Linked DNA regions of Gossypium arboreum: region 1 is linked to region 2. The links are chromatin contacts, called in public Hi-C maps. All regions are on one chromosome and are shown on one strand. The core of a region is the stretch at or near the end of the contact, and the rest is flanking DNA. Distances in the headings are between cores, read along the strand shown.

The links. Hi-C and Micro-C count contacts between places; a contact is called where the count stands out from the background.
Region 1: a Hi-C map of leaf shows a contact between it and region 2, with 2.5 times the contacts expected there. The contact joins the promoter of LOC108485449 here to the promoter of LOC108484372 in region 2. A contact is called at or near these places in 2 of 5 Hi-C or Micro-C datasets (both in leaf).

The regions. Positions count from the first base shown.
Region 1 is chr6:137,913,480-137,916,179 of ASM2569848v2, forward strand. It overlaps LOC108485449 (sulfate transporter 1.3), which reads left to right and starts at 1,413. Exons shown (of 15, transcript XM_017789286.2): 1 at 1,413-1,461; 2 at 1,591-1,705.
Region 2 is chr6:137,626,121-137,628,820 of ASM2569848v2, forward strand. LOC108484372 reads right to left here and starts at 1,396. Exons shown (of 3, transcript XM_017788140.2): 1 at 1,190-1,396; 2 at 682-833; 3 at 1-347. The coding sequence starts at 777. The coding sequence ends at 213.

The DNA.
Region 1 (2,700 bases), core at 163-2,662, 290 kb after region 2:
AACAAATATTTGATTCTAACACTAAAATAATTTTGCCTAGTATCACTGATATTTATACTGAACTAAGCTTTCAAACTCAAACCTCGTACATGCTTACTTATCCTTTTTTTATTTCGCCTCTAATATGTATTTTAATAAATGTATATAAAAGATGTGAGATTTGTGTAATTCTGTCCAAGGCTTTCAAAATTCTCTTATATGTTAATAAATTTTAATTTTAAATTACATTGAAAAAATTAAATTAAAATTATATCTTGTTAAATAATCATTTAAACAATTTTCAATTAATACATTTAAAATAAATAAAATATTTTATAAATGAATTGAGAACATATCTTAAAACGACTTGAAAGTGCATGTTGAAATCGAATATTTTTTTAAAAAATTGATACATGGATAAAGAGAGTAAAACTACGGCCAAGAGGAACTAATAAAGGTAGTAGATGCGCAATAAACCCACTTCCAATGTGTGAGGGGAACCCACCCTTAAAGACGTCCATATTCAAACTAGTATTGGGTTTGGCATAGGCTGTGAGGGGAGACTTCAAAAAGTCGTTTTTTTGTCTTGTTTTGTAGTGTATGTTAGACTAGGGACTGAAAATGAAGTTGTTAAAGTAATGGCCATGCTTTCATCTCTGACTTTTCCTTTGCCCTTTCCCTCATTCATTCCGTCATTCAACCGAAGTTTTTTTATATTTACGTGTTTTAATCCCTCACGTTCGGTTGCCTGCAAATTTGGACTCAACCTATTCATTTTTCTTACATTATGGAAAATGAAAATTATAAATTATATTGAATTGAGACCCAATTGTGAAGTACTAAGTTTAAGGCAGGGGGAGGGGGAGGGGGAGGGGGAGGGGCTTTTGCCTCCTTGGTTGAAATGATTATATTGTTATTTTAATCCTCCTTAGAAAATTATAATTTATGCTTTTGGCCCTTGCTTCAAATACTGTATATCAAGGTTGGAGATACAGATAGAAAGCAATTCTGCCATTTTGTTGGTATACAGTCTGAGAAATGGAGACCCAAAGTGAGAAAGAAGAGTAACATTTGCTATGTAAAAATATTATAAATTTATATTTCTGGATAAAATATTATGTGTTGTAAGCATATGCCAAATATTATTAGAATCCACACATAATTTAGGTAAAATTAGATAACAGAAAGCCCAAAAGATCTTATTTTTATCTCTTACGAAAAGTTATTATTTTTTATTTCAACTTATTATTCTATATTCCTATTTTTATGGAAAAAAACAAGAAATAAATGAAAAATCCGAGAAAATGGCAAGAAAGTAAAAAGAAAGTAATGCGGGTTCAATGAACCTGGACCACATTTGGGTTCTCTCCCGGTGATCTAAGGTTTCTCCTGCCAATGGGTTTATTTGTTTAAAATCAATATATATATATTTAAAAGTGACAAGGCGAAATATGAGGACCATCAAGTGTGGAAAGCAAAAAGGTGAGCTTTTGAAGTGATTTTAAACGGTCCCTTTTTGGCATTTGCATGAAATAGAAATTCCTCTCTTTTTTTATTGCCCTTCTCTGTATGTTACTATTTATTGTCCTTTCTTTATACATTACTTTTTAGGGAGGTTTATATACAAATTCCATTTGAAGTAAGCTTTAGCTTTAGCCTTGGCCTTTGGAACTGGGGTGGGGCAAGGTGGGGTCTTCCACTATCAATGGCTTCTGTATGAGAGGAGGTGAGACACACAGACTTTGCTATCTTATCCTTTATTCTGATTCTATTAGTTTGGAACTTTCATATGCTTGTTGTTAATTATATGAACCATCTGGGTTCTTTTCTGGGTTTATAAAGCAGAAATTTGTAGTCATGGTATTGTAAATTGTGATTATAATTTCATGAAATTGGTGAGAGATTTTCTAGTTTGTTTTTGTTTCCATTTTTGCACTACAAGCCAAGAGATTTCAATTAATTATTCGTGTCCTTGGGTCCCCTAGGAGGGATTTTCAAAATGGGACCCTTAACAATACATCAACTAAGACTTTTATACAAATAAAACTGAAAAGTCTCTTCTTAATGTATGGCTGCTTGTGATTGACTGCAACTTTTTCCATCTTTTCCCATATAACATTAACAGAAGCCGCATCAAATCAGTTGTTCTTTGTGCTTGTATTTTTTGCAAATGAGCTTTTCATGATAATTAATAACAAGGAAATATACATAAAAAGGCACAGAGAAAGAGGTGGCTAAAGACTTAAAATTTCTGGTTTGTGCTTCCCAAACTGCATATTTTATTCTAAGCACCACATTTTTACAAGTAATTGCTTGCATCAATGACTAGATATTGAATGATCTATATGTTTATTTTGGTACCACTTCTTGTTTGCTGTTTATATAACATGTAAAAAGGATCCGGATATTGAAATTGATGCTATTCATATGATAATTTAGTAAGTGAAGATGAATGTTTATTTACTTTTGGTGATAGTATTTCTGTAAATTCTATTACCAGGAGACTCTTTTTTGCTTTTATTAAAATTTTACACTAGATTCATGCATTGTTGATGCTTAATTCTCTCTTTTAGCTTGTAAAGTTTGACCTGGAATCCTATTAACACTTATATAAGCAAGATCATATCAAGGATTTATCCAAGTTCAATAGGATTTTGCAATCTCTAAACCATTACTCCACTTTCTTTGGTTAGTTTAAGCATCTTCATTGTGTTCTAATGC
Region 2 (2,700 bases), core at 146-2,645:
GTCTAAGCATCAACAAAGGGGAAAGAGTAAAATGATTTAATACATTGTCGACACTGTAACCGGAAACCTAGAAATTACCTGTTTTTCCAATAGGACTTATTTTACTTTCTCTTGAATAAACAGACATTTAAGACCGGGAACTCAAGAGGCAGAGCATCTATGCAGTATCACCTACTGAAATCAATGTTTCATGGTCATTCCTTGAAACTAACTTAATATTGGGAGTTATCAAAAACCCAAGGTTCATGTAAGAAAAGCTCCCGTCCGTTCATTTGCACGGTTCCGGCTGCTATATCTTCAGCACGCTTTCTAGCTGCCTCAGCTTTCTTAGCTGATGTTTCTGCATCCTGCAAAATGACATGAATTGTAACATGAAAAAAACCTAAACTGAGTTCGAACAACCGATATGAAAAGGGAAGTAATTGAACAAAAATTAAGAAAACTGGACAATTTAGTTTCTTTTTAGGACTCTGCTGCCCCAAAAATTTTAATATAATATTAAATCGAAATTATCCAATGCTTAGTTCCATTAGTTTTGGGGCATAAACTGGAAATTAAATTCAACACATAATAAGAAAGTGGAAAATACGTAAAACCCTAATTGGCATTAAATCATTAGAAAGAAAAATTAAAGATTAAATACAGGAAAAATAGAGACAGAGAGGGAAAAGAAGGAGATACCTTTTGGCGCTTCCAAGCGAGGAATTGGGATACAGTAATTGGATTATTGGTTGGTTGTTCGTTCTCTTGCTTTCTCTGTTCTTCTTCCGCTCTCATTTTCCTTTTTCCTTTCTCTTTCCCCAAACGGAAAAACTCGTTTAATTTACACTGGTCTGGTGTTAAACGCCACCGTTCAGCATAAACATAACAACGTGCTTTCCTTTCTACTTAATAGATTATCTTATTAGATTAGAGATCTAGTTACATCGTTATGAATATTAATAAATACAATTTTTAGATTAATAAGATAAAGATATAAATTGGTTCTAAAATTTATATGCATTACAAATATAATTATATTTATAAATTTAATATTTAAATTATTAAAAATTAAATGTACAAATAAATATGAAAAGATGTAACCCTACCTTAATTTTACATCGATTTAAATGGATCATTCTCTTATTTTATTATCATTTAATTTTATATATTACATATGAAGGATATTTTGGACTGAAACCAGAGTTACCATAGTTTCCCTTGATGCGCTTTGAATAATGGAAAAGGTTCGATGAATCTCTAAATCGGATTCAAAGCTCCCGTTCTTCTTCTTTACTAATCTTTTTTCTCTCTCAGAAGTTGAAGAAGATGGTCGGCTGATATTGCTTGAATGATTTTGCTGCTTGGCTTTGGGCGTTTCTTTTTCTTGTTGAGTTTGATTGTCCCTAGGTGCTTTTATTATTTTGTTTATGTTGACAGCTGTGTTATTTTCTTTGTTGTTTGTCGTTTCATGTTACTGTACCTTTAGTTGATTTTGTGTGCTTTGCTTTTTCCTATTACAGCTGTGCTGAGTTTTCTCAATCTTTTTGTCTTGAGCCTTGTGCCACAATATCAGTCATATTCAAAAAAAACTTTATATATTACATAAATATATATATATATATTGTAATGTTAATGAATTTTAATATCATTTAAATATATATTTTAACTTCACAATATCGTGCTTAAAATAATTATTTTATTTTTCAAAACCATCTTTTGAAAGCATTTCAATTTTTTATGATACTTTTAAAAGTAATTTCTAACTTCAATGATAAACTAGTCATTAATAGAAATGACAACGAAATGAGACAAGGCAAGGCGATTTTTTTATTTGTATCTAAAGTTTTTAAAATTTTAAAATGCATTTACGTAAAATAATTGAGAATTTTAAAATTTTAAAAAGTTTTAAAAGAGGTGTAAATCAAATTCTATATTCAAAATTTTATTTAAAGAGGTTATTTTGAAAAAAAATTATAATTTTATTTCGTTTGTTACTTTTAATTCTACCATAAAATAAAATTTTTAAATTTTGTTGAATGAATCTTAGTTCAATTGGTATTAATATTATTATCATTATAAGAGGATGTAGATTCAATGCATTCAAGCATATTTTATCTTCAATATTGTTTTTAATTAATTTGTTTGAATAAATATTTTTTTAAAATATACACAATTGGTATTGAGTTTTATTTTATTTTTCAAAATAATTATTTTTCAAACTAAGGTTGTTTTGTGATTTTAGACATAGAAGATGTAGCTCTACTAATATGCCTTCCAACAAACGGTTTACCAATAACTAGGGGTGAGTATTCGATTGAGTCGAGTTGAATCGAGTCAAAAATTTTCGAATTAGTCGAGTTGACAAATCCTATTTTAGCAACCGAACTCAATTTGAAATTTTTTCGAATCGAATCGAATCGAGTCGAGTTAACGAATCCTATTATTTATACTTAATGTTATGTTTAGATGGAGCGATTATTTAACTAGTAGATGAAGTACAAGATTATTTAACTACATGAATAATATAATGATTTAGTCTTTTAACTTAATGAGTAAACATTTATCAAAACGACGAAGTTTTACTTTTTAACTTAATTATTTTGAATTTTAACTTTTAATAAAGTAAACATTTATCAAAACTACGTAGTTTTGTCTTTTCTTATTCGGATTTTCGGATAACTCGAATTGTATAATTTATATTCGAGTTAAACCGAAAAA